2 separate regions of the Gossypium hirsutum genome follow, and region 1 is linked to region 2. The links are chromatin contacts, called in public Hi-C maps. All regions are on one chromosome and are shown on one strand. The core of a region is the stretch at or near the end of the contact, and the rest is flanking DNA. Distances in the headings are between cores, read along the strand shown. Region 1 has its middle 3.7 kb from the start of LOC121210300. Region 2 has its middle 160 kb from the start of LOC121210750.

Region 1 (6,128 bases), core at 2,056-4,555, 290 kb before region 2:
TAAATTTAATTTTTTTTAAAAAATTGAGAGCTAAATTTAACTCAAAAAAGAGAATAAATACCCAATTGAAAAAAATATAAACATTAAAAAATAAATTTATCCTTGTGCCTTAATTTTATACAAATGTTCTTTGTTTTTTTCCCCTTTTCTTATCTTTTCTCTTTCTATAAAAGAATATTAAAAATAAATTATAATTTAAACTAATATGTTAATAAAGTTTAATTTATAAACAATTAAGCTAACTTTTGTAAGAATATTTTGTCGTTATCCCCTTTCTTTTTTTTCATAAAAGGAAAATTAACAAAAAATATTGGATCATAAAATATTTAAAATGTATATTTTTATTGACATAATGATAAATTTAGTTCTCACTATTTTTGCATTTTTTGTCAATTTGACTTTTATTTTTTGGGGTTAAATTGGGTCATTAATCTTTCAAAAAAGTCAAGTTACTTTTTTAACGGAATACTGACTAAAACATTTACCTTTAGTAATGTTGGTGGACAACTTGCATGGCAATCCACGTGTATTTCATGCTGATATAGAAATATTTGCTTTGTATGTTACATAAAAAAATAATTTAAAATATATAAATATATATATAAATCTTTAAAAAAATAAAGTACATATGGATTGCCATGTGGGCTACCATGTTTAAAAATTTAATGTTTTAGTCAATATTTCCATTAAAAAACAACACTATGACTCTTTTTTTTGAAAGGTTGAAGCTCAAATTCGACCTTTTTCAAAAGGTTGAGGGCTAAATTGATAAAAGATGTAAATGTTAAAAGGCTAAATTTATCATTATATCATTTTTATTTTCCTTCTTATATTTCTTAGGCCTTTTTTATTTTTTAATAAATAAAAACAAAGAAAAATGAGTAATACTTTATATTAATCATTTTTTCATTAATTTAATCATAAAACGATAAAAAGGAAAATATAAATTCTTAATAAGTCAATGTAAATGAATTTTATATTTTACAGAATTATTTCATTTACAAAGAAAACAAAGCGATATAGAAAAAGTGTTTTCTTATACAGTTGATCGATTAATTTAATTTTAACCGAAATTTAAACACCACTAATAAAAATTATAATAGAAAGGATCAATTTGATATGATAGTTGTAATTAGTAGGTGCACAAGTGTTTATGGGGAAGCTGGATAGAATTTAAGTTATCAATATATTATATAATTATTTAAATTTAATTTGATTCAATTTGAAATATAAACATTAAAATTTGATTAATTTTACCTACATTTATAAATAATTAATTTATGTCTTTTTCAACCTATTCATATTATTTATTTTAATTTTTGTAAAAAATATTTATTTACTATTTAATAATTAAATATTTCTTTTTACTAATGATATATATTGTTTTATTAATTTTTAAACATAAATAATTTAATATATTCTTTTAACATATTCATATATGTTAAATAAATAAAAAATAAATTATTATAAACTTGAAAATAAGTTTGAGCAGTTTACTATATTGAGGTTTAAGTCTAACTAATGTTTTAAACGAGATTAATAATATCTTTCAAGAAAAAAACAGTAGGTATGATCGAAGATCCTCCTAGTCGGGCGGTCAAAAAAGTAAGGCGGAGAGAAGAGGACCCTCTCGATGGCGGAGGAGGGAGTAAGCAGACGGAGCCAGTGGGTTCTAAACTTTTCTCGTTTAGAGATGTGGTGATGAATTCAAATCAGTTGAATAACTCTCTAAATAACAAGTAAGAAGATGAATATATTGATTTAATGGATGGTGATATACGAAAGGAGATTATTGATGGAGTTCCCTCAATTGATTTTTCTGATAGAATGTATTCAATAATTAAGGAGAGCATGTTAAAAACTGTGGTCAACAAACTTTTAGGGAGGAAGATAGGATACAATGCCTTATGGAACAAAGTCTGTTCGTTGTGGAAACCATCTATACGACTCCAGCTTATGGATATTGAAAATGTCAATTTTCTAGCTAAGTTTGAATCTTTTGTGGATTATAGTAACATTCTTTTGAATGGTCCATGGGTGATTTACGGTTAGTATCTGACGGTTCAACCTTAAACGAAGCAATTTTCTGCATTATAATTGTTCCCCATTAGTGTTGTTGCATGGGTCCGTACACTGGGTTTATCAGGATCATTGTATAAGAGAAGTACTCTCCAGGCTATTGGTGAAATGGTGGGGAATGTAATCAAAATTGATTTAACGACGGATAAAAGAGTAAGGGGTCAGTTTGCCCGATTTGCAGTTCAAATTGACTTAAAGAAGCCGCTTGTTTCTAGAATAAGAATTGCTAGTAGGATCCACATAGTAGAGTATAGATCTCTTCCAACAATTTGTTTTGGCTGTGGCACTTTTGGACACTTGAAAGGAGGCTGTCCTTAATCAAAGATAGTGGAGGATATGGAGAAAGGATCGGGTGAAGCTAAGGATCCTGTTAGATTGGATCAACATGTACATCAATTCAAGAACGGGTTGAGAATGAAAGGTTCGGTGAGTGGATGATTGTGGATCGTCAGAATCGTAGACAAAATCGAAGGAACGATGATGGATAAGAGAGTGGAAATGGAAACAATCTTTTCGGATCTTGATTTAATATTCTTTCCAAAATAGGTGTCTCACAGGATGAAACAACTAGAATGGTGCAAGTATTTTTAATTTCAGGAAACATAAGGAACAAAGAGTTAATTTACTTGCTAAATTTTCAGGTGAGGGTCAAGAAAAGCTCACTGAATCTATTATAAAGATTATGAATGGGAGAAAATTTGATGGGAGTAATAAAGGGAAGAATATTAAAGCTAAAAGTCATAAAAAGTGGGTTATGGGTGTTAAAGGGTAGGCTAATAAACAGGCTGTGGGAGGGCATAGAATGGGGAATCAGGGGATGGAATTAAGAAGTCTGGGATGAGTTCTGAAACTCTCAAGATTGGGCCAAAAGTGGGGTCTAGGCTACCTAAATTTGGTACCAATGGTAACCAAGGAATATTGGATCGAAAATTTCACACAGTTCATATTTTCAAAGAAAACTATAACCCAAATGATCTAATTGGTTCTTCTCCTCTTATGGGAAATGAACTAGGAATAAAAAAAAATGTTATTCCTCATTCTGCACTCCCTCCTTTTTTGAAGGAAAATAGGAGTAATAATACTCTGAACTTTGGGTTTAGAGGGGATGAGGAAACTCTTGATGGCTTGGCTGGCATGGTTCTTATTTGATAGGTTATCCAAGGTACGGTGGATCGTTTGGAGGTGGAGGATAGAGATGCAGACACGCGAGAGGGGAACACAGAACTGGTAGTGTTGGACTAGGCTGATAGTGGACAGATTCTGGGTCGACCACCGCGAGTGGACCATGGGGGTGAAAGTGACGCGACACTCATGAACGATTCATTAGATGAATGATGGTGTCCTCAAAGGTTTGGTCTTTTTTTTAATTCTGATTTTTATAATGTCAAAAAATTTTGTATGGAACTGCCAAGGTGTTGGGTATCCTAATTTTGGCAGAATTATGAAGGAGTATTTACGCGAAGTAGATCCTTGTATTGTGGTTTTGATGGAAACCCGAAATAGTAGTTTAAAAGCAGATACAATGATTAAAATTATTGATCTGCCTTATTCTCATCGGGTGGAAGCTGTGGGATATTCGGGTGGTATTTGGGTTCTGCGGAAAGATAATATTCATGTTGAAGTTATGGTTAATCATATGCAATTTACTCGCACGAAAATTAAATTTGATGATGTTATAGATTAGGTGCTCTTTATAGGTGTTTATGGGAGTCCTAATAAAAATTTGAGGAAAGATTTATGGTATGGCCTAAGCTGTATTGCTAAGAATATTAGTCTTCCTTGGTTGATTGCTGGGGATTTTAATGCTTTGCTTAATGAGGATTAGAAAAAAGGTGGCTTGAAAAGGGTTGTTGCTAGTTGTCCGGCTTTCCAACAGGTATGCTCAGTTTGTGAGTTGAAGGATATTGGATTTAGAGGTCCCAAATTCACTTGGAATAGACGGAATATATTTGAGCATCTTGATAGAGCCTTATGCAATTCTCGCTGGGAGCTAATGTTTCCGTATATTTTTGTTTTTCATATGCTGATAATTGGAAACACGAAAATTTACGCATTTTTACATACCTTTTTTTAGCTTAAAATTATACCGTTTCAATTAAATTCTTGTCGAAAAATAATTAATTTTCATAAAATAATTAAATTATACTTAAAATATTAACATGATGAATTTTAGTTAATTTTATAATTAATTTTGAGTAATTTTGCTTATTTTCGACAAAATTACGTAAATGGCGAAAAATGGCTCGACAGACACTGCTTGAAGCACAAAATTTAAAAGCAATTAGAAGTATCAAGGCAAATTAATTTCCAGCCTAAGACAGTCCAATTATGTGTATTAATTCATAATATAATTAATTTTAATTTATACCCAATTTAATTTAGGCTAAATAAATTAATATTAATTAATTATGGAAAAAGTGGTCCAGTTGAACCGAACCGATTAAAGTGAACAGGCCATAGATTGGGCAGCCCAAAACCAGCCATATGCTGACCCAAATCAGCTTATTAACTGAATAATTAAGCTTGCAAAGAAGCCCTTGAAGTCTTGTCAAAGTTGCATTCAAACCCCTCCATAGTTGGTGGATTTTTGGATTTGCCCCAAGCCATTTTTAACAAAGTTGAAAGCATCAACTTTGCCACATAGGTGGCCGGCCAAGGGGTGGATCTTTGGATGCTATTTTTAGTAAATTTTAGCTGCCACGCTTAGCTATAAAAGTCCCCCTTGGCTGATCATTCAAAGCATCTCATTCATTCCTCATTCATTTCACAACACTTCTCTCATCTCTCATTCTTTTTCTCTCACTTTTCCATTTCAATTCCCTTGCTCTTGTGCCGATTTCTTCCCTTGGAAAAGGGGTGTTCTTCAACAATTTTGGAGCAGCAATTGAGTGTTCATTGAAGCATTGATCGGCGAGGACAACAAGAAGGAAGAACGGAGCAACCCAGTCAAGCCTCGGAAAACCACCAGATTTGATTCTTATTCCCTATCTCTTTAATTTTTGTTGTTGTTATGATGAACATATCTATGAGTATTCATGTTGTTGGAATGGTTAATTTAATCAGCTTAGCTTGAATTTAATTATGTTGGGTTGATAGCATTTCATCTTCTTAAATTGTTAAAATTGTGTTTATGTTGTTATAGGGCTCGGTAAAATGCTTGATTAAGTAAAATCATGCCTAAGTTATTCTTGCGTTACGATTGTGAGGTAACTAATGAATTAATTATTTAAACGTATTGAAATTGTAATTAATTGACATAGTACTTGATCAGTGCATGTTTATTCTTCTAAGGAAGCTGAAGGTTAAATTAGCAATGTATCTGTCGATATTATTGTCTTGCATAACTTGCAAGATTATTGTGATTAAACTGTTTCAAGATAGGGATACCTTGTTACCTCACATCATCTTTTATATGCTTGTTAGATTTAATTAATTGTTTGAATTGACATAGGGATATGCAAGAGATTAGTTCAGTTTAATGAGTATGTATGTGCAATAACATGTTTGCTTACTAGAATCTGTTTAGTCGGTTGAATTGGCATAGGGATATGTCAAGAGATGAATGGATTTTGGTATGTAAGTATGTTCATAAGTTAGCAAATTACTGGGTTTCCGTGATTTTATTCGTAACAATATAAACATAAGTTTAATAATTCTAAGATGAGAAGTGTAATTAATCCAACACAATTATATCATCTTGATTAAATATTATTTTGAAATCGTGCATTAGAACTTTCTTTTACTTCATTTATTTATTTATTTTAATTTTATTAAGTTTTTAATCACCCTCTTTGAACAAAATATTTTTCTTCACCAAAGTGTTTTAACTTGCATTCATAAATAATCCTTTTCACAATCCCTGTGGGTACGATAACTCGACATTTACTTGTCATTTTATTACTTGTTGCGATTGTGTACACTTGCACATTTCCGTCGTTCCAAGTTTTTGGCTCCGTTACCGGGGACTATTTTAAAAAGTCATTATTTGTGAATTTGTTAGTTTACATTTTGGTTTACTTTTTTTTGTTTAATTTTTAACTTAATTAATT
Region 2 (5,556 bases), core at 2,172-4,671:
GATGAAGCCATGAATTTGTATAACAGATCCCTTAAGAAATAGGCTCTTGATACCAATTGTTGGAGCTAAGTGCAACAAATAGCAAGGTTCAACAAAAAGCTTGCCGAGCAAGAATCGAGACTTGCGGCAGAAACAAAGAAGAAAAATGAAATAAATTTTAAGCAAAGCTAAAATAGAGAGTATATGGATGAAATCTTGATTGAATTCATTCATATTTTTTTAAAATGGCATAAAGCCTATTTATACAAGCTTACAACTTGACAACTTAGTTGGAATACAACTAAGTTTCATCATTACATCCACTTAAAATAAATCACCACCTACTACACTAACAAACTTAGTTGGAATACAACTAAGTTACATCATTACATCCACTTAAAATAAATCACCACCTACTACACTAACAAACTTAGTTGGAATACAACTAAGTTACATCATTACATCCAAATAATAATAATAATAATAATAATAATAAAACATGTGATTGCTACATGCTAACCATTGCTTCAATAGTTTTCTGTGTCATATACAAACATCTTGACTTGTTATTTGAAGGGAAGGCCTCTCCATGTTACTGCACAACCAAAAAGATTGATATCAATGGCCAATTGTCTGATGATAATGAGATATCAGAGACTTTGCAATACGGGAAAAGAAAGAAATTGAAGGAATTGGTTGTTTTACTTCGATTTGTGGAAGATTTGTTGAACAAAAGCAAAGGCTTTGAAGCTATATATATTTCGAAGAATCGCAAAAATGGTGATTTTTATAGGGTTGGAAATAGGTGGTCTGATTGTGGGTGTGATTCTTGCATCTCTTGGATGAAGACGGATGATCCCAAGCTTCATGTTGAGGTGAACAAGGCTTCTTCACAAGGTTTGTAATTGATTCATGTTGCTTTAGTTTGATTGATTTTTTAAGAGGGATTGGTTACTCGTGAAGAAGTCTTTAACATATTATTTTTAAATATGTCGACTTAACCCCTCAATAATAGAAGGTATTGTCCCCCGAGAGAGGATTTCATCCTTTCTTCTCCACATACGGAGAGACATATACAGTTCACAAAGGGGACACCTCGACCGTACGTAAACATACAGTCACCCACTAATAAGTAACGTGAGCATCTTATCCTTGGTGGGGTTTAAACTCCTAACCTATGGAAATAGGTTAATAGGTCGTACAGTCATGTGTGATTGAAGCACTCTTGGGTCTATGAAGGACAGTTGCTCATAGTCCACTAACTCTTGACAAATCATGAAAGACAATATCTTCTATTATTAAGGGATGAGTCAATATCCCATAAAGCTACATTTTCAAGATTTCTGCCGAAGAAAACAATCTCCCATCAACAATTTTAAAAATTAACAACTACTTTTGTCTTAATTTTGACAGCCATTGGAAATCCAAATCGAACTGAAAACGTGATATTCATACATGGGATACTAAGTTCTTCATCGTTTTGGACAAAAACACTTTTTCCAAAGCTGTCAGAATCAAAGAAGATAAAAGAGTACCAGATGTATGCAGTAGATATTTTGGGACATGGAAAAAGTCCAAAGCCAAGAGACAGTTTATACACATTAAAAGAGCACGTGGAATGGATTGAGAAATCATTAATCTCTGAATATAAGTTAAATTCATTTCATGTGGTTGCTCACTCGATGGGCTGTATTATTGGATTAGCTCCCTCAAATCTATCACCCTTGTTGCCCCTGTAAGTATATATATTGTTTCAAAATTTTTTTAAATTTATCAATGCCTTTCTTTTAATATTAAAATTGAATGGTTTCAGCCATACTTTCCATCAAAGGAAGGAGTAGAAATGAGGGCAATGAAATGGCTAACACCTAAAAGATTGTGGCCGCCGACGGCGTTTATTTGGTCGATCATGGTGTGGTATGAACACTTGAGTCGATGTGTCTGCTTATTAGTGTGCCGAAATCATAGGTTTTGGGAAGCACTTATTAAACGCCTCACCTCATCAAGGTAGTCAAAATCAATTTTAACCATGTCTTTCATTAAACAATAATAATCGATGGATGAAAATTAACAATTGAATTTATATTATAAAATTATTTAATGTATTAGTAAAAATTAATTACAAAATATATTCATTTTTTTCTTAATTATAAATCTTGATTTTTGAAATTCTTTATTTTATAATTTTAATCTTATATTAAATAAAATATTTTCAAAAATGATTTTAATATATTAAAAAAAGAATAAATAATCTTAAAAAATGTTTTAACAATCATATGATATTGGTATTATTTTTTCGTATTACAACGGATGTCTTATTTGGTGAGTATTCAGGGATGTGAACTTTCTGGTTATGGACTTGACAAAGCATATCCATCATTCAGGGTGGCATACTACACATAACGTGCTATACAGAGGAGTAAAAGAAATGGATAAAAACCTGGAAACATTGATGAAATTAAAGAAAAGAGTGCATGTTATTGTAGGCAGCAGGGACAAAACCAGTCCACCAGATTTTAGGCACAACATCAAGACCAAATTCCCTGATGTGGAGCTTCACAACATCCCAAATGCTGGCCACCGCTCTATCATCCTCACCAGAGAGACTGATTTTGCTCACAATTTGTTCCATATCTGGGAAAATACTGCATCTCACCACCACCATAATGCCCATACTGAGGGTGAATAAGAAAATACTGCATCTCACCACCACCATCATGCCCATACTGAGGGTGAATAAAATATTTATTTTCAAGAAGCCCTCAAGGGGAACTTATTTATAGAAATAAAACATGGTTTTCACAAAAAAATGTAAAGCTTAATTGAACTACTTCATGTTACTATCTTTATAACATGGTATCCATCAAACTTAAAGTTCATTTGAAGTTCCTCCTCAATCTCATGTTGTGGTCTCTTTGTTGAAGAAATTTTATAATAATAGCAATAGTTTGAAGGGGGAAAAATGAAAAATAATATTATCTTTATACATTTTTATTTTACTACAACCAGTCTTTCAATATAAATAGAAAATGATCTTTCTTTTTTACGTCTTTTTGGGTAAAGAATTGGGCTGAAGGCTAGATTCTCAGGTTGATAACTAGGCTTCCTATAAAGTATATGTAAGCCAGGGGCTCTCAAAATTTTGGCACTAAGATGCTCCCCAATGCTTAAATCAGCATGTGTGTATCATACTGGAGGAAAGTAAGGAGATATGTTTACAGAGTCACGGAATAAAGTGAAGAAGATGAAGAGAGGAAGAAGATACTCGGTATTATACCTAAGCTTTGGTTTACCCCTTGCATGTTGATGTGTCTGGAATATGGCCATTTTGTTCCTTGTGGCTTGGGCAGTGTCAGGGTCCTTTTTGATAGGGTATGTTGGAAGCCGAAAGCTACTTTTCTCTTTATGTGGCATGTTCTTTAGTTGCTAGCTAATGCTTAATAAAGCTTGGGCCTTATGAGCCACATGTTTCTTTGGGCTTTAGCCTAAGTCAGCCAAACTTGTTCAAGCTAGTATAACAATTCTCCCTCTTTAGATCTGAAGTGAGCTATAAACCGACATGTTGAAGACCTGTGCAGAGTTAAGATTTGTTGGAGTTTTGTTACAGAAGTTGGATTCAAGCTAGTACGCTTAATGGATGCATTGGAGAACAAGAATACCACATTCAAAAGGATATAGGTGAACAAGAATCAAAAGGATTTGTAGCAAGATATGCAGGTGTGCGAATTATTGATGTTTAATGTCTCAGAGTAGGGTAATGATCCTTGGTGTTGTGTTGCTTTGAATGGGTCTTATCTCTGAGCAGGTCTGAGAGAACTCGACAGGTTATCAAAATTCTTGAGAGTTTAGATGAAAAGTGTTGAAGCGATCTGCGAAGAAGGATAGGATAATTACGAATTGAGGAAGAACATCGAGTGTTGAAATGGAAAACAATAAGTGGAAGTGATGCGATCATAGATTGATGCCGAGGAATCGCTGTTGGACGAAGGCATCGAAAATGTTCGAAGGAAAGTAGTGAGAGCTGAAGCGGAATAGACTTTGGAGCTTGATAAACCTTTTGGTTTCATAGCTTGTTGGTCAGATGAGGAGGTGATTTTTGTGTTAATGCGGATCATTGAGAGGGATGACAAAGACATCTGTGAAATTTTACGCTTGATTTCTCTTGTATTTGGAGCTTGGGCTGTTTTTTTTTTTTTCCATGTAGCTTTTGTGTTTTTTATTTGTATAATTTGTATGAGAATTGTTGTGGCCATGGGATTGAAAAATGAAATAGTTTTTCTTGAATGGAGGGTTCAATGGGGATTAGGGAGAAAGTGCCTTGGATTTGTATGTTTTGAGGGAGTTTATGGTTTATCATTTCAGGTTTTCTCGCGGCAATTGATACAATGGATGGGGCCGCGATAGTTGGTATTGATCAATCTTTTCGAGGTTGCGAAGTGTTTTCTTTGCTGGTTAGAAGTTTGTGCATTTGATTTTGGCACCTTTAAGGAGCCTTTTTACATTATTTTTTTTTGGTGTTTGTTGGTCTGTGTTCCCCCAGTGTTCTTGGTGTTTCTTTCCATTGATTTTTCTTGGCATGTTTCTTGGCTTTCTAAGGCAACTTTAGTTGGTGCTTGGTGGCTCAAAGATGGTGTCTTCTTTCCATTGATATTTTTTGGCATGTTTCTTGGCTTTCTAAAGAAGCTTTAGTTGGTGCTTTAGTGGCTCAAAGATGATGTCTTCGTAGGAGCTTACTACTATTCTATTTTTTCTTTTAGATGTGTTTTTATAGTTCAAACTTGTATTTTTTTTTCTTTTATTCAGATGTTAATTTCGGTTTGCTTGTTGTTCCATGTTCTACTAACCTTACTTTAAACAACCCTTTTCTCACACCTACTCAGCTTTCTCACTCTAGTTTCAATTTCACTTGTCAAAACTCTATAAATTCTAGGTTGAGAATGATTAAATGGATGGGGGAATAGAGCTTAAGAGGTTCTTTAAACGAAGATTCTAAAAAAATCTTAAGGCTGGTAATGGAAAATTTAAAAGAAAAATGGGGAAAATGAAAAGGAAAAGAAGAGGAAGAAGAGGAATAACCAAGAGGGTTGTTGGCTGCCTGAGAAAGAAAGAAAAAAAAATGAAGGGCTGATGAGCATTTAACCATTTAAAAATATCAATAAATGGGCTCAAGGCCCATACCCACTATTCAATTTGAAGCTCATTTCAATAATACGAATTTCTAACAATTCAAAATAATATCAAATATCATATTTGAATGATATTTTCATCGTAAAAATCTTAAGAATTGATCAAATTATCTTTTTATAGTAAAATTTTTCTTTTGATTTTTTAGTGATTTTTTCTCAAAATTTGATACTTAAATCAAATCAAGTTCATCATTCATTATAAATATTTATTATAACTCTATGAGTAAAGAAAATTATATTTTGTCTCTTTTCATGATAAAATAGAAAAATTACACTTTAGTCCCTATCCTATTTAATTTTTCTAATTTAGTCCAAGAAATTATTTTCATCACATTAAATCACATTCGAATCCATTTCATGTCAAATAATCCATAATAATTAATATTTTTTC

What was found. A called contact is a pair of places that touch in the nucleus more often than the background predicts.
Region 1: a contact with region 2 is called in a Hi-C map of leaf, with 5 times the contacts expected there. The contact joins two enhancer-like sites. A contact is called at or near these places in 6 of 34 Hi-C or Micro-C datasets (callus, leaf and petal).

What each region holds. Positions count from the first base shown.
Region 1 is chrA11:91,593,433-91,599,560 of Gossypium_hirsutum_v2.1, reverse strand. No RefSeq gene overlaps it. Among protein-coding and RNA genes, the nearest start is that of LOC121210300, 3.7 kb to the right of the region's middle. Within about 2 kb of position 3,305, at least 9 of the 9 cell types and tissues checked have an H3K27ac peak or open chromatin away from gene starts, as enhancers often do. A contact at or near this core is called in leaf, where this site is marked.
Region 2 is chrA11:91,303,281-91,308,836 of Gossypium_hirsutum_v2.1, reverse strand. It overlaps the pseudogene LOC107956917. Among protein-coding and RNA genes, the nearest start is that of LOC121210750, 160 kb to the left of the region's middle. Within about 2 kb of position 3,421, at least 7 of the 9 cell types and tissues checked have an H3K27ac peak or open chromatin away from gene starts, as enhancers often do. A contact at or near this core is called in leaf, where this site is marked.